Regions from separate parts of the Mus musculus genome. Here region 2 is linked to region 1. The links are chromatin contacts, called in public HiChIP or PLAC-seq maps. All regions are on one chromosome and are shown on one strand. Each heading gives the region's core, a stretch centred on a gene start, on an enhancer-like site or on the middle of the called end of the contact. The rest is flanking DNA. Distances are from core to core; before and after follow the strand shown.

Region 1 (4,510 bases), core at 515-3,014:
TAGGAAAACTTTAAATAAGATCTGATGACTAATGAATATGAAAACTTTGTAACCCTACATAACCAAAGTGTGAATTCAATTTTTTATAAGTATACATAATTGCAATATTTATTTTTATCACATATCATCTTAGAATTCTGCTTGAAATTCTCTGCCAAGACAGAGAAAAAAGACTAGAAAACTAAATACTAGTGACTCCCAGCTGGAGGTGAATTATCTTGCCCCAGGACATTTAAAGATACCTGGAGATTTGGGGGATGCTATATCAGCATCAGGGATAGACGTGCAGGACACTATGAAACATTCCGCAAAGCATGACAGCATCCCTGCCACTCCAAATAGCTAACCTACCTGAATTGTCCACAGTGCTCTCGCTGAGGACACTGGTGACACACAGAGTTAGAAACCATGCTCATCTCTGGTGAGGGTTCCAAAACAGTAGGCTATGTGAGGAGTAGTGAATTCACACTTGATGATATTCTGATACCTACCATGTGTAAAGCCTTCTAGTTGGTGTGTTAATCAGTTCTTGATTTGTCCTGTTTATACTCTGGAGATTTGTGGAACTATCAGACTATAACATCTTGAATGGGAAGTTCAAATGTAAAATTGGAAGGCTAGGGCAGGTATAACAGAGCTACTACATATGTGACAGAAGTAAATATAACAACCAATCTGACAGGAGATGTTCTGTCTCACAGTTGTGTAGTGGGACACTGATTGCCATGACAACGTTGCTGTGAGTGGGTGTGGGGTCCTCAGAGCTTCTGTGACTCACTGCCAGTCTTCCTGGGAAGGCTTTAGATTCACCTTTGACACCGCCAGCCTTTCTGTTGTTAACCTTCCGCAGAGCTCTCTGGTTCTGTGTTCTGCCTCACAGCTGATGGGTTGCCCGGTTCTCTCTGATAACTTCTCATCGTTCTGTGCCGTGGGTGGGTGCATTGCATCCTGCTAAGACTTCCAGAGTTTCTGTTCGGAGGTTTCCTGTCTTCGGTTGCTTTTATTCGCTTCTGTGTTTTTCTTCATGCCAATGGCTTTTCTTTATTTGTTGTAAATTTCTAAAGATGAAGGACTAGTTGTATGACTTACCTATTCTAATGTGTGGACAGCTGTAATCTCACTCATTCATTTGCCCACGCATACTTATTAAAACTTTACATTTGTGGCTAGGACAAACAATGTGCAGTTTATATTTAGGATAAACAAGAAAACTATGTCAGGACACTTGCCAAAGTGAGAACAGCTGGCTGGGGCTGCACGCTAGCAGCCTTCGCTCTTCCAGTGTTACTTTTGGAGACTGCTTCTGCTTCTCCTGGCTGCCCCCAGGAGAAGTGCTGGGCAAACCCCTGTTATTTAGGGCTTTCAGCCTACTTGGCTTTTTTTCTAACCTTCGAATCTTTATTTATCCCAGGGTTCTTTCAGTTTGACTTCGACCAGATGTGCTGGTTACAGGTTCATAGCTTTTATCATAGCAAAGATGACATCCACATGAACGACCTCACACACTCCAAAGGAAAGTCTGTCCCTACATGTTCCTAGACATTTTCCATTGTATGAAAGTTTAACATTTCTAATATATTCTTTTCAAGCTTACCAGTGGCCCTCGCAGCTGCTAATGCCAGTGGCCAGTTCTTCTCCTTATCTTCCTTGACCGATCACCAGCTTTGAATACATCTGGTTACTTCCTAATGCGTGGTTTCCTGGACACCACACTCTGTTGGGTTTTTTCTTATCTTGCGAGTCAGTCCTCTTTCTTTCCTTATGCTAGATGCTTCCTGGTCCCTGACAGGCTTAAATAGACTGTTCCCCCACAGCTCTGCTCTTTCTTCCCCTGCATATGCCAGCATCTTTGGTACTCAGGTAGCAGTGACTGTCTGATGTCTTAGACTTATCCTAGTCATCTTTCCTGAGCTCCAGTTGTGCGCAGTCCATTATTGTAGCCCCTGAGCCTCATGTGAATGTTGAGTACATGAAATATCACTCGTGTGACTTAGGAACTCAAACCTTAATTTTAACACTGTGCATGGCCTGTGGGTACTGTATAGACTTCAGTTCTCTTCTGTCTACTTCTACTCAAGTCTATATCTGATCCCAAGAAAATCATTTGGTAAAGGATTGTTGCTTTAATTGGATGTGAGTAATGCTCTTAATTACAAACTTCCTTAGTTAAGAGTTTAGGATCTTTTATCAACATGACTCTGACACTATTACTAAAAGAAAGCGTTTGTAAATTCTACACTCCGGAGGCAGAGGCAGGAGGATCCGGAGCTAAAGATCAGGAGGGAGTTTGAGGCTAGCTTGGCCAGCAACTTTCACAGAAATTGTGTTTATCTCCTACTTCTATCAGTTAGGTCAGAGCATGAGAGTCTAGTAGCAGTTAGCAGAGAGAATTTAGTCTGTACATAAGCTATGGCCTTGAGTGGTCTTTTTTATATTAGAGATGAAAAGTAATATTTACTTTTCAAATAAAAATATGTAAAGTTCTCTAATTTTCCACTACATTTTAGAAAGGGAAACAAAGCCCTGTGTTCAATGACGCACACTTCAGGAATCTCGTCTGAATTCTTCCTCAAATGATCCATGGGTATTATTTCAAAAGAGAGCTTTGTAGGTGTACTGACTAAAACTGTTAGGCGGCAAAACCTCTTCCGTTCCATCAGCTGAAGCGGAGGACTGAATAATCAATCAGGCCAAAGTGCTCCGTGCCTGTGAGTTAGCACTGTGCCTCCAGGGAGGAAGAGAGGGGACTTTGGTTCACTCAAGGCGGGGTGAGAGGAGCAAGGAGAGGAGGCTCTGGTAAAATGGCTGAGTCATGTTGACATGAGAACAAGACTTTCACTGTCTTAATAGGCTTTCTTCAACCATTGATTGCATTTTACCATCTTTATAGTTTTCAAATGAAGTTGACAACTTCGCATATTTTCACATAATAAGGCATATAAATTAATATTAGAATTCATTTCAAAGTACTCAAATTTAGGACAAGTTGTTCTTTACTTTCTTTTCTGATAATAAACTTACTGCGTGTTTTTTTAAAGAAAATGAGTACAGCCTTGTCCTCAGGCCACTCGTTCACTGCTCGCAGCTCCCATGATGCTTTGCGGTGAGAGCCTCCCCTCCCCTCCCCCCTCCCAGCCTTGTGCAGCCGGCACTGCTAGCATTTCCCACCAGTGTTTGTAGCAACCATTCTGATTCTACAAATGGGAAGGTTTTTTTTTTAAGTATTTTATTTGCTACCTGACTTAGAGTGGGTGCATCTGTAACTAAAGTAGTGAGTGTCTATGATATCATAAAAGTTACTGGTAGTGTTTTCATAAATAATAATTCCTCTTTCCTTTATAAATTCCTGTGACTCAGGGTAATTCTTCATTAGATCTATTACAGGATAAAGCCTGGTTTTAAGCATCTTAAGTTGTATCTACCGGCTGGAGAGATGGCTCAGTGGTTAAGACTGCTCTTCCAAAGGCCCTGAGTTCAAATCCCAGCAACCACATGGTGGCTCACAACCATCTATAATGATAACTGAATCTCTTCTGGAGTGTCTGAAGACAGCTACAGTGTACTTACATATAATAAATAAATAAATCTTAAAAAAAAAAGTTGTATCTACTACGAGCTTTGGGAGGAAGAGAGCTGCCTACATTTTCTCATTTACTCTCCTCAGGCTGAAGAGAGTATCTGTACTGGAATAGTCCCAGGGCTTCCCTGAGAGAACTTAAGAGCTTTTGCATTTTGTGGTTTAGTCAGTTTGGGGTGAGTAGTGAGTGTCTATGATATCATAAAAGTTACTGGTAGTGTTTTCTGAAAATGAATATCCATCACTTATTGAAAGTCGTCAGCTAAAAATGGAGATGAGATTTAGGAGTCTGGCCTTCTGGGAAGGAGAGACCTCAAGATCAAGAAAGTGTAGAGTTGTATTTTCCAGAATTTTGGTGCATTTTCAGGAAGCTTTTTCCTTGAATGAAAACTGAATGAAATGTAAAGAATCACTCTTTATGTTGTTCTTAGTCAGCACCTTGCCTGCCCATCTCAGAGCCAGGGTGATGACACATTCAGAAACTGACAAGGGAGTGCATGAGGTGACTGTCAGCATTTTACAGTCATGTCAGAGGCTCTGTGTTAGGAGTGTCCAGCGAGTGGGCTATGTGCTCATTGCAATGCACTTCTTTCTCTCTGAAAACACTGTCATAAGAAGGAAACCTAAGAATGACTTTTGAACAGTTCTTACCTTTTTTGAAAGTAGTTTCAAAAGCACTATATTTTTGGCAGAAATACTCTAATGAAAACTGTTCCTTGGTTTAGAAAATAATTACTTTTCTTAGATCTAAAAATTAGTCCAGGCAAATACCTAGGCTGTGCTAATGGAGGGGGCTGTTCTATGGAGAGGCTCAGCCCAACTCATGGCCAAGTGACCATGACGGTCTGCCCCCAGACTCTCCCAGCCTAGAAGAATCCAGCAGGCACAGAAGTCATGGTCGTGCAACAGCAGGGAGCTTAACAGGAGCTGGCA
Region 2 (4,510 bases), core at 1,324-3,823, 960 kb after region 1:
ACTCTCTAGACTGGGCTGGCCTCAAACTCAGAGATTCACCTGCTCCAGGTCAAGCAAAGGGTTCTAAGTTTATCCAGGCCTCAGAATCAAAGGAGACGCAGGACCAGGAATGGTGGGCAAGCAATAAACTCAGTATTTGGGAAGTAAGGAAAGAAAGTCATAAGTTCAAGGCCACCCTGTGCTATATAGTGGAAGCAGGTCTCAAAGAAACAAAATGACAAGCTATAATAGAAAAGAGATTGCTCTGTGGCATTGGTGGCACCTACATTTATCTCTGTTTTTAGGAGGCAGAGATAGTTTAAGGTCAGCCTTATCTACAGAAAGAGTTCCAGGACAGTCAGAACTACACAGAGGAATCCAGTCTCAAAGGACAGAGCTATCTTGGGCAAAAGGAACATTTGAGTAAAAAGTATTTTAATACAAAACATGTGCACCACATGTCTATTAATATATTTGTACCAACATATGCACATAAACACATTATAAACGCGAATATATAAGGAAATATAAGAAAAGGTTTAATGACCGGGTGTGGTAGCGCACGCCTTTAATCCCAGCTCTTGGGAAGCAGAGGCAGGCAGATTTCTGAATGCAAGGCCAGCCTGGTCTACAGAGAGAGTTCCAAGACAGCCAGGGCTACACAGAGAAACCCTGTCTCAAAAATTAAAAAAAAAAAAAAAGAAAGAAAGAAAGAAAGAAAGAAAGAAAGGAAAAGATTTAATGAAGCTTTTTTTTTTTTTTTTGAGTTTTGGTCTTAACAACAGGGCTATTTTTTTGTTAGATAAAATACAGGTTTTGAGACAAGATATTATATATTCCAGGCTGGCTTAGAATTTACTATGTGGCTGTGGGTAACTACGAATTCTTGGTCCTTCTGCTCTCGCCTCCAAAGTGTTGGAATCACAAGCATATAATGAGACATGTGGCAGAATATACTTTGGACACTTACAAAGCTATTTTGTAACTTTAAAACTGTACATAGTAAAAATAGCCTATAACCAGTAGGTAGCTATCCCAGGAATGAAAATGGTTCACTGAAAGGCAGGTGAGGACAGGGCTTCTCTCTTTAGTTTGTTTGTTTACAGGGTCTCTGTAGCTATGGCAGTCCTAGATCTCACTCTGTAAACCAGGGTAGCCTTGAACTCAGATCTACCTGCTTCTGGCTTCCAAGAACTGGAATTTAAGGCATGCGTCACCACGCCCAGCTGTGGAGTTAGCTTCTTAAGGGAATGGGTGGAGAGGGAGGTGTGTAAGTGGAGGAAACAAATGAGAATAGAATTAGATGTTAGGGTAGAGTTCATCCAAAACCAAACAAAATGGTCCTGATTCAAACTCTGGTTTTTATGGTGTAGACTGACAGAAAAGAGAGAATACAAGGAGACTTCGGAGAAGGTTGTCACAGGGTGGCCTGGGGGTGTTGAATGGCATCCAAGATCCATGTGGAAATGCACGGCAGTCAGCCGTTTCTGCTGATTAGAGTTTTGTTTTGTTAGAGGAGAATTATATGGTAGTAGCTAGGTTGCACTGCCCTCATGGGCATTAAATGGCATACGTTGGCTTCTCAAACTCTTCCCCTACCCACTCTCACCTGTGTTTCCCATCATCCCTTGTGGTTAGTGAAATGGCCATGAGGACAGTAGAGCGAGTGCTTCACTCAGCCTACTGATGTGTCCTAATGCTGACCGAACTGGAAACCCTGCTCGATCTCCTTTACTGCTTCAGTGATGTCAAAGCTGTGACATTAGCTCGAATGTACACAGAGGTGTTTGGGAAAAAGGACAATTCAAACTGAGAAGTAATCTTGACAGTAAACCTAGGCTGTAGATTGCTCTCATGGTGTCCTAGTGTCTGCTGATGCATCTTGAGTATGTTTAAGGTATGGTGGGCCCAGCAGAGGCGTTCATAGGGCAGTTGTGTTAAATAGCTTTGTGTTTCATTTTGTTCTGTTGAAATAGGATCTCACTGCTATCCTGTGCTGTCCTGAAACTCCAGATCCTTAGGCCTTACCTTCCACCACAGCACATGTACACACACACACACACACACACACACACACACACACAAAAGTGTTATTTTCAACTTGTTTTTAAACGTGAACTGGGTTTACTGGCTCAAAACGGGGCTTTTAGCATTAGAAGCACCCAGATCTCTGCTTTCTGATTCCGTCATTTCTATATCATATCGCACAGTGATATCTTTTGAAGCTGCAGGTAAGAAGAGTGAACTGTTTTTCAGTCACGGGAACTGGGTTAGAATTGCATAAAGACTGTTGCGTATTAATAGGTTTTCTCCATTGAAGGACATGCCAACTCAAACAAAATTGAAAGTAAAAGGGTGCAGATTTATTTGGGGGCAGCTCTCAGGAGGATTCCCTGATTCCAAGGAGTGGGGCCAGGGAAACTGCCAATTGGCATGCCAAGATAGAGAGATAGAGATGGATTTAGGTAAAGGTACAGAGGTAGGTATTGATATATCATGCAAAATATCTGGATTATAAAGGGAAGAGCCTTTGGGGAGGGGGAGGCTTAGCCTCTGGGGTAGAAAGTTCTGGGTAGAGGGTGGGGTGTGCCAGGCACACCTTAGAATTTAAAGTCAAGGTCTACTTTGATATGTTAAATAGGAACATAGGCTGCTTGTCCAGGGTCTGAAACCCACCTTGCAACCATTGCAAGCTATTATAATGGAAAATCAGACAAGAAGTGTGTAAAGCTCAGTGGCTAAGAGCACTGGCTGCCCTTCCAGAGGATGTGGGTTTGGGTCCTAGCACCCACACGGTGGCTCATAACCATCCAGTTCCAGGAGATTTGACACCTGGCTTCCTTGGGCCCCAAGCATGTACACGGCTCACAGACAAAACACCCACATGCTAAAAACTAAATCTTAAAAATGAGAAAAATTCCACAAGACCTTTACAAATGACTCGAATTATAATTACCAACAGCCTTATGAGAACATACTAATTCTACAATGACCAACTCAGCTGCCTCTCTGGTGGCTGTGGCTCGAGGAAGAGCTGTCCCTGCCCCTCACCTGGGCAAAGCAAGGGGCTTGGGTGAGGGAGAACTGGAGGGCTGACCAACTCAGGTCCCACTCAGGTCCAGAGCTAGGGCCCACCTGGGAGAGTCGGCCCACTCCAGCATCTATCCTGTCTACTATGAACTGCTTGAGCACATGAAGGGGCTAGCCTGGCAGAGCCAAAGCTACAGGGTCTCAGAGACACAGGGCAACAGCGGGATAGCCGAGAGGAGTCCTGATTAAGTCATAAGTCATAAGCCTTGCACCTTGAACTTGCAATGAATATTTGTAAGAAAAGCTGTTTGGACAAAAAAGCATACTAATGCAATGTTCTGTGACACACTGCAGCTTTTACAGCGAGATGCTTTTATTATTTTTGTTTTGTTTTGTTTTGTTTTGTTTTGTTTTGTTTTGTTTTGTGACAGGGTTTCTCTATGTAGCCCTGGCTGTCCTGAAACTCACTTTGTAGACCAGGCTGGTTTCAAACTCAGAGATCCACCAGTCTTTGCCTTCTGAGTGCTGGGATTAAATGCTGTGCCATCACTGCCCATCTATAATGCTATTTTTAAAAGAGACAGAAAGGAAAAATAGTCCAGAGGACCGTATAGTGTCCATTTCAAACTTTTAGAAACCTGTAATCTCCAAAAATGCAAAAATTTAAGAACATAGGATTAGGGGGATGGAGGCAGGAGACAGAAGAACATCGGGTAGGAGTTATGTAAAAGCTGTTTGTTGTGTCCATTTCTGCCCTTTGTTATTTATCGTCATGATAAAAACAAGGCCAGGTGTGAGGCTGTGTGCTTCTAATCCCAGCGATCAGATGGCATAGGTAGAAAGGTGAGTTTAAGGCGACCTCAGCTACATGGATGAATTCTGGGCTTGCTTATGCTGGATGGCAGCCTGTCTTAAAAATGAAATCAACCCAAAATTTGAAAACGCAGATATTTAAGCCCTTATGCAGATGTGCTCTTATGCGGAGTTATGCTGTGAAACTTCAGCACAGAAATTCTGAACATACATTTTTTTAATATAAAGGTAAAAACAACAGTTTGCCTTCAGGATCTCTTTCATAATAAATAATTCCCATCAAAATTTGTCTTAGCATTTGTAACCAAGAAGGAAAGATAAGTAGGAGAAATGTGGCAAGCTATGGAGAGAATAGGTTTATTCATAGATTCCTCCAGTGTTTATTGGGCATCACTTACTGCAAGGCATGCGAAGGTGGGAGAAGATAATCCCACTCTTCCTGTTTCAAAATCCTAGAAAATTGTAAACATCTACAGACTCCTAAACTCCCTGGTGAGCAAGGCTTATTGGTAACCCCCAGATTGGGGATGCATTTCAAAACTTAAAAAAAAAAAACTCCAGAGGGAAATGGGCAGCTCTACCTGTCTCCTGCAACTGTAGGGCAGCCAATTCCAGGAGCACTAATGAATATTTCCTACAAAGGATGAAGGAGCCACAGCCTTTCAGAGCTTTTTTTGTTGTGGGAGAA

Evidence for each region. HiChIP or PLAC-seq counts read pairs in DNA pulled down with a chosen protein or histone mark.
Region 2: a contact with region 1 is called in an H3K27ac HiChIP or PLAC-seq map of embryonic stem cells, with 5 times the contacts expected there. The contact joins two enhancer-like sites. A contact is called at or near these places in 5 of 115 datasets of contacts at active chromatin or transcription factors (astrocytes, embryonic stem cells, epiblast stem cells and 1 more).

What each region holds. Positions count from the first base shown.
Region 1 is chr10:21,025,262-21,029,771 of GRCm38.p6, forward strand. The region is part of intron 18 of Ahi1 (Abelson helper integration site 1); the gene reads left to right. Among named protein-coding and RNA genes, the nearest start is that of Gm20149, 17 kb to the right of the region's middle. Within about 2 kb of position 1,765, at least 51 of the 459 cell types and tissues checked have an H3K27ac peak or open chromatin away from gene starts, as enhancers often do. A contact at or near this core is called in embryonic stem cells, where this site is marked.
Region 2 is chr10:21,979,793-21,984,302 of GRCm38.p6, forward strand. All of the region lies in intron 3 of Sgk1 (serum/glucocorticoid regulated kinase 1), which reads left to right. Among named protein-coding and RNA genes, the nearest start is that of Gm34267, 77 kb to the right of the region's middle. Within about 2 kb of position 2,574, at least 16 of the 459 cell types and tissues checked have an H3K27ac peak or open chromatin away from gene starts, as enhancers often do. A contact at or near this core is called in embryonic stem cells, where this site is marked.